Linked DNA regions of Mus musculus: regions 1 and 2 are each linked to region 3. Evidence: chromatin contacts called from public promoter capture Hi-C data. All regions are on one chromosome and are shown on one strand. The core of a region is the stretch at or near the end of the contact, and the rest is flanking DNA. Distances in the headings are between cores, read along the strand shown. Region 1 holds the start of Pnpla3 (patatin-like phospholipase domain containing 3). Region 2 holds the start of Samm50 (SAMM50 sorting and assembly machinery component). Region 3 holds the start of Arhgap8 (Rho GTPase activating protein 8).

The links. Promoter capture Hi-C pulls out the DNA fragments that hold promoters and counts their contacts. Capture Hi-C pulls out chosen DNA fragments and counts their contacts.
Region 1: a promoter capture Hi-C map of adipose tissue shows a contact between it and region 3, with 2.8 times the contacts expected there. The contact joins the promoter of Pnpla3 here to the promoter of Arhgap8 in region 3. A contact is called at or near these places in 3 of 39 promoter capture datasets (hematopoietic stem and progenitor cells, hippocampal neurons and liver), 1 of 115 datasets of contacts at active chromatin or transcription factors (extraembryonic endoderm stem cells) and 2 of 9 other capture datasets (adipose tissue and liver).
Region 2: a contact with region 3 is called in a promoter capture Hi-C map of hippocampal neurons, with 4 times the contacts expected there. The contact joins the promoter of Samm50 here to the promoter of Arhgap8 in region 3. A contact is called at or near these places in 9 of 39 promoter capture datasets (the 3T3-L1 cell line, 3T3-L1-derived adipocytes, the C10 cell line and 5 more), 2 of 484 Hi-C or Micro-C datasets (3T3-L1-derived adipocytes and B cells), 7 of 115 datasets of contacts at active chromatin or transcription factors (astrocytes, embryonic stem cells, extraembryonic endoderm stem cells and 3 more) and 1 of 9 other capture datasets (adipose tissue).

The regions. Positions count from the first base shown.
Region 1 is chr15:84,165,800-84,169,815 of GRCm38.p6, forward strand. Pnpla3 (patatin-like phospholipase domain containing 3) reads left to right here and starts at 2,017. Exons shown (of 8, transcript NM_054088.3): 1 at 2,017-2,261. The coding sequence starts at 2,075. It overlaps Mir6392 (microRNA 6392), which reads left to right and starts at 2,471; the gene lies at 2,471-2,578. It overlaps Gm33530 (a long non-coding RNA gene), which reads right to left and starts at 31. Exons shown (of 3, transcript XR_384288.2): 1 at 1-31.
Region 2 is chr15:84,189,759-84,193,887 of GRCm38.p6, forward strand. Samm50 (SAMM50 sorting and assembly machinery component) reads left to right here and starts at 2,482. Exons shown (of 15, transcript NM_178614.5): 1 at 2,482-2,626. The coding sequence starts at 2,606.
Region 3 is chr15:84,718,301-84,722,369 of GRCm38.p6, forward strand. It overlaps Arhgap8 (Rho GTPase activating protein 8), which reads left to right and starts at 1,752. Exons shown (of 12, transcript NM_001164628.1): 1 at 1,752-1,807. Gm20556 (predicted gene, 20556) reads right to left here and starts at 1,966. Exons shown (of 3, transcript NR_040347.1): 1 at 1,691-1,966; 2 at 397-846.

The DNA.
Region 1 (4,016 bases), core at 767-3,266, 550 kb before region 3:
ATGTGTTGTGTAGCCCTGGTCATCCTGGAACTCACTCTGTAGACCAGGCTAACCTCGAATTTGGAGCTCCACCTGCCTCTGCTTCCCAAGTGCTGGGATTGAAGGTGTGTGCACACTGCCTATCTCAAGAAAGTTTTTTTTTTTTTAAAGAAATTTGTTCTAGCTGGGCGTGGTGGCGCACGCCTTTAATCCCAGCACTCGGGAGGCAGAGGCAGGCGGATTTCTGAGTTCGAGGCCAGCCTGGTCTACAAAGTGAGTGCCAGGACAGCCAGGGCTACACAGAGAAACCCTGTCTCTAAAAACCAAAAAAAAAAAAAGAAATTTGTTCTGTGGGGTGAGGGATTTTGTAACTTTTCTTTTGTTCTTTTTTCTTCTGCCTGAAACAATAGCAAACCATTCTACTAGAGGCCTGGAGAGATGGTTCAGTGGTTCATATGTTGCTTCTCCATAGGACCTGGGTTAGGTTCCCAGCACCCATAGAGTGATTAACAACTGTCTGTGACTCCAATTCCAGGGATGCCCCAGCTGGTAGGACCCAAGTGTGTGTGTGTGTGGGGGGGGGGCATTCCAAACCAGAGTGCCGGAGTGGGCTGGGAAGAAGATGCTCAAGAGTCCAATACTCTCTCCTAGATTTCATGGGTACTAAACCTGAATGTGGTACACAGCTATGCATGCAGCCAAAACACCCATACACATAAGAATATTAAAAATAAATTTTAACTAAAATATTCTATTAAAGAGTAGTGTACAGGGGCTGGTGAGATGGCTCAGTGGGTAAGAGCACCGACTGCTCTTCCGAAGGTCCGAAGTTCAAATCCCAGCAACCACATGGTGGCTCACAACCACCCGTAATGAGATCTGATGCCCTCTTCTGGTGCGTCTGAAAGACAGCTACAATGTACTTATATATAATAAATAAATAAATAAATCTAAAAAAAAAAAAAAAGAAAAAAAAGAGTAGTGTACAAATTGTATTGCTATACTTGGTCAAAGATACTTTGTAGTCAGAAGAGGCACAGACAGGACCACAAACCATCTAGCTCCCAGCTTTCCTTACTCCTGCCTTCATTGGCACCGGCCAATCACATATTTTATTTATAAGTGACACTTGTACATGGAAACTTCAGGTCCTCCCTGCCTGGTGTTGTCTTCCTGTAGTCTTAGTTACTTAGGAGGCTGTGGCAAAGGGGCCAGAGGCTGAAGTCCAGGCTGAGTCACTGAAGGAGGCAGCTGGTTAAAAGAAAAAGGAACCCAGGGCAGCTCAGTGGTAGAGCCTTTGCCTAGCATGCAGGAGGGCCGAGGTTCAGTTCTTAGTACTGTAAAATTAAACAAGGCGCTGAAAGGATGGTTCAGCGGTAGAGGCCACAACTACTCTTACAGAGCACCAGAGTGGAGTCCAAGAATCCACGCGATGGCTCACAATCCTCTGCAACTCCAGTTCTAGGAGGTTTAACGTCCTCTTATGGCCTCCTTGGTCACTGCACACCCATGGTGCATAGACATACATGCAGACAAAATACTCATAAACATGGGGGCGGGGAGCCTAAGTATCTTTTTAAGAGGAAGGAAGGAAGGAAGGAAGGAAGGAAGGAAGGAAGGAAGGGAGGGAGGGAGGGAAGGAGGGAGGGAGGAAGGAAGGGAGGAAGAAAACCTCTCTCCATGAATTAAAAACGAACAGAAAGCAAAATAAATAACTGCAAAAACAGACACCCTACATGAAAATAAAGGAAAGACAGCATGTGGATGGTAGCATCTCTCGTGTAATAAAGAAAAGGAGAGAGTGCCACCGGCGTGCCATCCAGAACCTGAAAGAAAAGGGTATTCAAAGAGCCATTCTGCCCAGCAAGCATCCAAGCCTAGGATTTGGGAAAGCCCACGCGGGAGGGACATGGGGCGGGGCATGAGTCCAGTACGCCCATTGGGCCTCCCACTGGCTTATTTGCATGGTCCTAGTGGGGCGGGGCCTCAGCTGACGTCACCCGAAGACAGCTTAGGCGGCTGCGGCTCTTTAAGCTCAGAGCAGCAACACCGGGAGCAGAGCTGAACTGCAGCGCCGCCCGGAGCTTCAAGCACCATGTATGACCCAGAGCGCCGCTGGAGCCTGTCGTTTGCAGGCTGCGGCTTCCTGGGCTTCTACCACGTCGGGGCTACGCTATGTCTGAGCGAGCGCGCCCCGCACCTCCTCCGCGATGCGCGCACTTTCTTTGGCTGCTCGGCCGGTGCACTGCACGCGGTCACCTTCGTGTGCAGTCTCCCTCTCGGTGCGTCCACGGCCACTACCCAGGCCCCGCGTGCGGGGAGGGGTTGCTACACCTGGGGAATCGGTAACACTTTCCGGGGTGCCCGAAGAAACCTGTCCGGAGAGCTCTCATCCTTCCCGGTGCCGTTGAGCACTCAGCTGGAGACCCTGGGCCTGTCACCTGGCGTGGGATTTCCCGGGGCCGGCTGGAGCAGACGCGCTCCGAGCATCTTCTTCCTGACCCGCTCTGGCGCCCTGGTCCTGTCAGCTGGGTCATCCCTGAGCAGCAGGGAACGACGCAGGTTTGCCGGGTCCTCTGGTCCCTGAGCCGCAGAAGGTTTGTCCTGTGTGGCTCTGGCTAGTGTCCCATGGCTGGTGCCGCCAGGAAGGGCAGAAGGCACCCAGACTAGAACACCCTTAGTGGCAGTCCAATGCTCCGGTTGCCTTTAGAGGTGGCTGGTGGGGGCGGGGTACGTGGATTAGAGAAATATTTGGAACACTCCCTAGAAGCTGGAATGGGTTCCCAGACAGATCCAGTTCCACTCTCTCCTGTCTTCACTAGCCTAGATAAGCGGCCCTTCCCAGATCGATGTCACTGACATTCAGGGCATTTGAATCTTGGCCTAATTAAACATTTGCCCATGCACCCATGAGCGAGAGGAGGCGAGTACTCTCCTCTCCCCCACTAAACTACTAGGATGTGATGCCTTCTCTTCCCAGTGTCATAGCCGGATGCTTTTGGGGTTGTGGGCAGGGCTTGGCTAAGTGCCCACGGGGGGGGGGGCGGACTGCTGACACCCAAAGGTCCCCAGGCTGCATGACAATGTCCCACATCAACCCTCTTTGATCTGGGGCCTCTTTAACACTTTACTCTTTGCTCTCTGCTGGCCACAGCCAGCAGGGAGAGACTTTGGCAGGCAGGGGAAAGCCCCTGCTGATGAGCGGAGCTCTGCCATTGGATGGGATCGGTGAGCAGACCCTGAGCCGATGAGAATCAGGGATTAGAAGACAAGCAAATCTGGCTGTGTGCCTGCTTGTCTGGGTTTCCCAGTGAGGAGGGAGCCAGGAGTAAAGGGCAGTGAGAGTGGCCTCTGGAAAGACTAGATTAGTCCAGTGGCCATTGCACACCCTGGGCTTCGGCACTAAAGGCAGTTAGTTCTTAAATGGAGGGCTCTGAGCCCAATAGCGATGGATGATTATTGGGACATGGTTTAAATGCATTGACTCCAGGAATCTTAAGTACACCCACTTTCATATAGAGCAATGGTTCTCTCAACCTGTGGGTCACAGCCTCTCTGGGGGTCTAATGACCCTTTCACAGGAGTCATCAAAGACCATTGGGAAACAGATACTTATGATTCATAACAGCAAAATTACATTATGAAGTATCATCGAAAATAATTGTATATTTGGGGGGGCAACCACAACATGAGGGACTGTATTAAAGAGTTCCAGCACTGGGAAGATTGAGAACCAATGATAAAGTGGGGTGTTTGTAACTGCTCAGAAGACAGGGACAGCCTGGGGCTATCCTGTCAGGTCACAGAGAGGGCACAAAATTACAGATTATCTCTGGTGGGAGCTGCTAAGGTGCATTGCCCAGGGCTTGGAACGGGCACAGGTGTTTGGGGCATCTGAGCATTTGGCTGGACTTGACAGAGGAGGTAGGTGCAATTGGCTACCAGTGTGTGAGTTCACCCTCAAGCCAGGCTCAGCAGGCTGGCTTGGGGTAGGGTTTGCTGGGAGTGAGAGTTAGAGTTGGATCAGAAAAGGCTGG
Region 2 (4,129 bases), core at 1,232-3,731, 530 kb before region 3:
TTGGAATGTGCATTTCTAGGAAGCGTTGGGAAAGGACAATGGCATAGTCTCCAGAACCACTGAGGGAAAAGTCTGGAGCAAATAACTGTGACAAAGGGCTGGGTGCGCATGTGACTCTCTCTGGCCACAGGTGAGGCCAGCCCTGAAGATGACAGGAGCACTCAGGCATCCAACACACAGGGATAACCCGAACACAAGCTTGGATCATGGGCAGTGTTCAAGGCTTCAATTTTCCCCAGTGTAACACCAACAAGGGGGTAGGGCAGGGATCGTTTACTGATGAAGAACTACACTTCCCAGCTTCCCCTCTGATGGACTACATTTCCCAGTCTCCTCTTGTGAACTAGTAAGTCATTTCTACCTCTATAGAGGGCTTCTCCTGTGGCCATTTTGGCCACCTGCATGTGTGGGTGACAAAACGCTCCCTCATTGTTAATAAACATGATCCTACCTAAGGTCAGACCAAGGCTTGCTCTGTCTTCTCTCCCTCTACAACTGCTTTTTAAATAATCTAACAGGGAGAACATATGAGGGCTAAAGGTATGTTTTAAGTTTAAATTACTGTGCTTAAGAGACCTATATAAAAAAAAAGCCTCTAACCTGTAAGTCCCACTTGGCCCAGGACAGATAACTTCCTGGATTGCTGGAGGCTGTTGTCCACGTAAGATAACTTCTGCAAACAAGCTTGGTGGCCCCAACTGCACAGGATGTGATGACCACATATAGGTGAGAGGTATACTTGCCTCCAGTGGATGAAGGCAGAAAGTACATAGCCTTGTGGGCTTTGCCTTTGTAAGCAATTTGATGCCATAGTCTGGGAATTCTGGGTATGGACCTAGCTAGTGTCTATTGTCCTGGCCATTATTTATTAAAGCTCACTTCAAATTTGTCTCAAAAATTGTGACAATGGTCCTATTCCTGACCAGTGGCACTAACAGACATTGTATGTGCATGATGGGAGAATGATTCTGGGCCCTTAGGGCTTTTTTGTTTTGTTTGCTTGAGACAGGGTCTCTCTGTGTAGCCCAGGCTGTGCTGGGGCCATCTATGTAGACCAGGCTGCCCTCACCCAGCTCTGTCTTTGGGAAGGAAAGTAGCTAAGTACCCTAGATTGCGTTAGGATAGGAACATAGCAATTATTCATGAATCCCTGCATGGTGTCAGGCTCAGATTCACGGGAACATGGGCCCCATCTTTGCAGATGCTTAACGAGAAAAAGGTCAGGAGTGTCCCGGAAGGAGGGGATGGAAAAGGAAGCTAGGCTTCAGTGGTCAAGTGCAGTGGTGTCAGGTTGACTGCAGGTCAGAGGACAGGAACCCCACTCTATCTTTAGTAAACTGCAGTTCAGAGCTACCAGTGGCTTTTATTACATTATTCTTTTGAGGCACAGTAACTGTTTCTGCTACCAAAACACAAACGCACAGCTGTCTTTTTTGTTTATGTAACCGTCCTCACCTGAACACTCAAGAGAGCTCCATTCATCTTTTAAAAAATATGAATCTGGGGCTGGTGAGATGGCTGAACGGTTAAGCGTGTCAACTGCTCTTCCAAAGGTCCTGAGTTCAAATCCCAGCAACCACATGGTGGCTTACAACCATCCGTAACGAAATCTGATGCTCTCTTCTGGAGTGTCTGAAGACAGCTACAGTGTACTTACATATAATAAATAAATAAGTATTTTTTAAAAATATGAATGTGGGTGGTGGTGGTCCATGCACCTTTAATTCCAGCACTTGGAGGCCAGGGGCAGATGGAGCTCAGTGAGTTCGAGGCCAGCCTGGTCTACAGAGCAAGTTCCAGGACACTCGGGCCTACACAGGAAAAACCTTTAAATGAAATATAATGTCGCCAGGCAGTGGTGGCGCACGCCTTTAATCCTAGCACTTGGGAGACAGGCAGGCGGATTTCTGAGTTCGAGGCCAGCCTGGTCTACAGAGTGAGTTCCAGGACAGCCAGGGCTACACAGAGAAACCCTGTCTCATAAATAAGTAAATACATAAATTAAATGTCATACACATTTCTGAGGAGTCTGGGAAGGCGAAATTTATTCACTTCTGAGAGTCTGTTCGCTCCTAACACCATGTGGGTCTGCAGGATTGAACCAAGCTGTCAGGCTTGGAGGCAAGTATCTTTACATACCGAACTCTCTTTAAAGACGCCTCCACCCCATCCTCAGCCCAGACCCTTTTTACTGGACCCGTCGGTTCCCGGAGCACACACTCTGTCTTCCTTGCGCCCTTCTGCTCACACCTTAGAAGTGGAACTGAGGCTCCAAGGACTAGACCGGGGTAAGCCCCCATACAACGAGGAGCTCAGCTCCGTTGCCTTTTCACGGGACCAGCTCTGCCCATAACCGCAGCTTTCTGGGCGTCACTGAACGCTCCACGCTTGCACTGGGCTTCCTGGCGTTCTTGTGAACATCCGGGTCACTCTCTCATACGGACCAATGAGCGGAGGGTCTTGAGTCAGGGGGCGGACCCTAGGTGGTACAACATGGCGGCGCTCGGCACGCAGCTTCCGTGACCTGTAGCCGAGCCTCTTGTGTTTGTAGCTGAGTTTGGTTGGGCGCGGGCACCGCCTTGGGGCAGCAGCCGGAGAGGGAGCCATGGGGACAGTGCACGCCCGGGTGAGAGGCCCCCGCGGCGGCTGGGCGGGACACGCGCGCCTGGGGCAAGGGCGGCAGCGAGGGTGTGGGAGCTGCTTTGGGCCGGAGGCTGTCTGTCGCGGTCGGGAGGGCAGTGGTGACTTGCCCAAGGTCATTCAGCGGAATTTCCCCAGGTGACCTTACAGCACCAAGGCTTGGAAGAAGGGTTTGTCAGAAGACAAGACACAACAAGTTATTTTGCAGCCTTGTTTTACAGTTTCCAGTTACTATTATGTGCACCAGTGTGTGCGCGCGCGCGCGTGTGTGTGTGTGTGTGTGTGTGTGTGCGCGCGCACTTTGTGTGCATAGCCCGTGGAGGCCAGAAGGGGGCAATTGATCCCCTGAAACTGTAGTTCCAGAGAGTTGTGAGCCTCCTTATAGGTGTCAGGAACCACTCTGGTCCTCTGCAAGAGCAGTACCTGCTGAACCCATCGCTCCAACCCAGCACTATTGCTTAAAAAGGGGTGTGTGTGTGTGTGTGTGTGTGTGTGCATGCATGTGGAGGTCAGAAGACAACAGCTGGAGTCAGTTTTCTCCTACTTTGTGGTGTGGAAACTGGGGAATGGAACTCTGGTGATTAGGCCCTAAGGGGCGAGTGCCTGTGCCTGCCGATCTGTCCTCACTTTTGAGTTGGCTTTCATTGAGTTGGCAACCTGGAATTGGGCAGAATGAGCTCCCTCCCCATAAATGGGCAGAGCAAACTATAGAAGACCCTTGTGCTGTCTCAGCATCTCCTCCATCCCTATTTCTGACTTTGGCTTTGTAGCCCAGGCTAGCCTCATATTAGTAGTCTTGTCTAAGCTTCTGACGAGCATGTGTCAGTATCTCGGGCAAGCACTCACTGAGCTATATCCATAGATCTCTTCAACTATTTTCCTTCACTAGGCTGTCAGGGCCAGCCTGGAGCTCAGTCTGTAGTCCAGGCTGGCCTTGAATTTGGAATCCTTCATACCTTTGAGTAGCTGGGCTTATAGATCCAGTAGCTAGGCATGGCACTACACACCCTTAATCTCAGCACCCAGGAGGCAGATACAGTGAATTTGTTGTGAGTTCAAGTCCAGCCCTGTCTATGCAGTGAATTTTAGGCCAGCGAGAGCTATATAGTGAGGCCCTGTCTAAAAACAAAACAAAACAAACACTACGTAGTGAGAGAATCCCCATTGGTAAACAGGTCCTGGAGGATACTGAGCTGTGGCAGAAGTGTGAACCACAGTGACATCTGCCCTCCAGATTGTGGGGCTGGTGGCCTCTGGAGGACTTTGTGTCATGCTTTGCCATCTTAGGAGGGACCATTGGAACTTTTTAAATAATAGAATGCAGACTTTGCCCTTACAAAGCGGATTTGCCAACCGTTGGATTACACATGGATCCACATGCACATTCCTCCTCTGCCTGATGTTTTCATACTTGGCAGACGTTAATAGTGATTTAAGATTACTAACAGCAGGAACCCAATGAATAGTGACGTGAAATGATGTCTTGTCT
Region 3 (4,069 bases), core at 502-3,001:
TTTTGCCCTCCTATCATATCCCTCCATGACTAATACCCTTCCTAAAACCAAAGCATGAAAATACACAATGTGCTGGTCTCTCTGGGTCCTCCTTTCCTTGTGAAGTTTCTCCATCTCCTGTAAAACTTACACGCAATGGGACTGAAGAGATTGCACAGTGACTAAGAACATTGGCTGCTCATGCAGTTGGATCTAGATTCATCAGCCAGCCATCTTGATCCTTCCCCCTGTACGTCCAGTTCCAGGGGATCAGATGCCCTCTTCTGACCTCCAAGGGCACACTGTGTGCATTGCATGTGGTATATGCACATACATGCAGACAAAACACCCATAACCATGAAATAAAAATAAATAGAAAAACATTAAACTCTTACAGGAAGAAATCACGCATGCTACCTGCTTGTTAAGCTGTCTTCTGTCACAGGGCTTCAGCTGTGTGTTCAGCAAAGGTCAGTGGGCATGGTTTCGACTTTCACTAAGCATCCACAGTGAGCCAAGCTTCCCCCACGAGGGTAGAGATGGTAGATGCAGCAAGCCATGTTTTCTCTTTCTCCCCATCCAGTAAGGTCCATCAGATCCACTGGAGGAGCCTGCCCTCCGTGGGGCCTGTGCTGGTTGGCTGAGACCCAGTTATTTCCAGAAACTGGAGATGGTGGTTTCTGTTGATTGTCCCCTGAAGTCACAACACCCTCTAGAGGTGAGTGATGTCTCAGCTGCTCTCTTAGCTGCTCCACAAATGTTCCCTAGGGCCATGATCCCTTCAGCTGGCTTGTGGAGCTGCCTCATCTACTGGGAACACTTCGAGTGGAGTTCTGTGTGAGAATCTTCAGAAAGGGGCCTCTGAGCCTGTGTGGAGACAGATGGACCAGTGAGGAAGAGGCTAGGAGATCACCAACTTCACCCACCCCCTACCTTGTCCCTGCTTTCTGTGCCCCTGCCTTCCTTCCAACCTGGGTTCAGTCCCCTTTGGTCCCCTGGGGTCAGCATGTGGTACAGTGACATACTTTGTAGGTGCTCTTGGGGCTTGAGAGTGGACCACACATAGAATATGAGGAGGACTCGAGTTTGGACCGCACCATTGGAAGAATGAGATGAGGAGGAGTTGGGAGGCCGTAGTATGTCCCTGCATAGGCTGGGTATCCAACACAGCTAGGAGCCTGAGCTTGGGGTTAGGGTGAGAGCTGAGATCATTCAAGGCCGTTAGGTTGGTGGACAACAGGTAGAGGCAGGAGATGAGGTGTAGCCGGAAAGAGGTGCAGGCTCTGCGTGAAGTCCGGAAGCTTGGAGGCAGAAGTCCACGCTTTGGTAAAACCACCTACGTGCCCCCACCTCTGGTCTGTTCTCCCTAGGTCACCAAGGCCTCTTTGTGCTTAGAGGCAAGTCATAGGGTTGTGGGAGTGGTTTTGAACCATAGCTACGAAGGGCTGGAGACTCAGAAGGGAAGGGACAGCGACACCCCGACACCCCAAGGGCAGAGGCAGCAGACAGAGAGCCCCGTACCCGCACCGAGGTCAGGCCTGGGAGAGCAGGTCGGACGCTTGGAGACGCGGGCTGTGTTTTCCAACTCAGCACAGATCTCCTGTTTCCCCTCTCACCAGGCGCATCTCAAATGCGGGTAAAAGTGAGGGCTAGCAGCTGCTGAGGGCCAGCGTCCCGTAGCTCCCTCCCGCCTAGAGTTAGAACCACCTACCCTGGTCCCGCCCACCCTGGGGACTCCCGGCTGTGCGCTCTGACATTGGGCGGGGCCTGTTGGGGAGGGGCCTGTCCGGGGACGGGCCAGGTGTGTGGCTGGCGTTGCAGAGACCAGGTGAGGTGCTCGGTGGTCCGGTGAGTCCCCCCCTTGGGGACCTGCTCGGGTGGGAAGGCGCGGCTCCTATCCCTGGTCCTGGCCTCTTCCCGTCCCAACTTCTCCTGGGTGTCCCTCTACTCCCCACCTTGTCCCCGCTTTCTGTGCCCCCTGCTTTTCTTCCGACCCAGGTTCGGTCCCCTTTGGGCCCCCGGGGTCAGCACATGGCAGTAGCCCCTCGGCTCCCGCACCAAACCTGAGCGCATCATGGTGGCATCTTTCCCGCCTAACAGGTGGCAACACTGAGGCCAGGGCGGATGCTGAACTCGCACTTGGGGCCCGAGACTGGGGTCTGTCTGGTCACGTTGTCACACTGGGTGCAACTCCCAAGATTTATAGGCCGCGGGCCTGGGAAGTCCCCACTTAGGTAAGGCAGACTGCTGCGGGCTTCTTTCACTTTCCCAAACCTGGCAAAGGCCTCCCGAGAATTCGAGAATTCTTAAGAGGGAGGTGCAGTCAGTGTAGCTAGCTGCCGAGGCCCTGCTAGGGGAACTGCGGAGGCCACTGGGGGGAGGGGTGGCATTCCTTAGTTCTTTTGGCTGGTGTGGGGAAAGGGCCTGGCGGTCCCAGGTTCTGCTCTGGGACTAGATTCTAGTGCGCGCGCTGTCAGCCAGTCAGGGCGAACTTGGTCGAAGTGAGAACTCAGTACGCCTCGGAAAGTAAGCAATCTTCATTGGCCTCTGTTGTTTCAAGATATGTTTATGAGTTCCTTGTAGAATGCCCCGCCAAACCCTTCCCCGAGTCAGAACCGGGATGGAGGAGGGGGCAGGTAACTGGAAGTCTGAGTCCAGCTGTTCCCAGAGGTCAGGTCAGCCTCTTGTCTGTTCTCAGCTCTCGGGAGCCCAGAATAAGCTCTCCGTGGTCGAAGCCAGGGGGTGTGGGGACTTTTGTGGAGGACGCTGCAGTAGAGCTGGAAGATGGGGTGGGAGTTAAGCAGGTGGGTGTGGCCCTAGGTTGCTGGGTGGTCCAGAAGAAGTCTAAATGGGTGAGCCCCGGGTATGTACTTGAATCCGCTAACAGTAAAGTGCAACTTTGGAGAACTGTGTAAGGTTGGGGGTTTCCTGTCAATGAGGGGCATAGAGGTGGCCTCAGTTAAAGAGAACAGCAGGATGTAACTAAATTAGTAGAACCTCTGCCTAGAATACACAAAGCCCTGGGTTTGTTTCCCTGAGACACATAAACCAGGTGTGTGGTGGCCTGAGGCTGTAATCCCAGGACTTTTATCAGATTGAGGACAAAAAGCCATCTATGGCCACATAGTTGTTTGAAGCCAGCCTCAGTGTGTGAGACCTTGTCTCTAATAATAAACCAAAATATATAATAGGGTAGCCAAGAGCTGTCACCTAGAGGTGCCTGGCCGTAGACTCTCATCACACCAGAAAACCATCCCAATACCTGAGTCCCCATCATCTCACTGAGCTGGTCACATGACACAGATAAAGCTTCAGGGGAATTTTGGGAGAGCTTGGGGTTCCCCCCCTTTTCTTTCTTGGAGACGGGTCTTGTTATTTAGCTCAGGCTGGCTTTAAACTCAAGGTAATCCTCCTGCCTCAACCTTCCAAAAGCTGACAATACAAAAAAAAAAAAAAAAAAGAACCATTACACCTAGCGTGATTAGCGGATTTTGAGCCAGCCACTTTCCTCATGGGGAGTAGTAGCCTCCACATCTGCCAAGTGTTCTGGTGGTCCTCCAGCAGAGGTCAAGTCCTGGCATGCTGATTGATTGCTTCAGTCCTCACTCACACCAACATCCTGAGATGGTAGTGGCACCGCCCACTTCTGCGGATGAGGAAGCAGAGGCAGGGGAGCCATGATCTTCCGGCTGGTGAATGGAAAGCCAGGCTCAGCATCTGCCTTGGTGGGAGTAGGCTGTTGTAGGTTGGAGATGTTTGGAAGCCCTCTAGCAACTGCCTGCCCTTCCAGGTATCTGCAGCAAGAGGCAGACAAACACACATCCCTACACTCTTGCCCTCAATAGCCCTAGAAAGTTCCGGAAGACCTCACCTCTGGCAAACTCGAGGTCCATGGCGTCCACTTAAAAGGAACTTTCAGGGCACAGGGAAACGGGGTCAGAGTTTAGTTAAAAGTGGAAAGAAGATGCTCAAGAAGGGGAAAATCACACAAGGGGAGGCTTCCCAGTGAAAACGATCCTTACGGAAGGGCTGGAGAGACGGCACAGCTCTGAACAGCACCCATTGCTCTTGCACAGAACCTGGGGTCCAG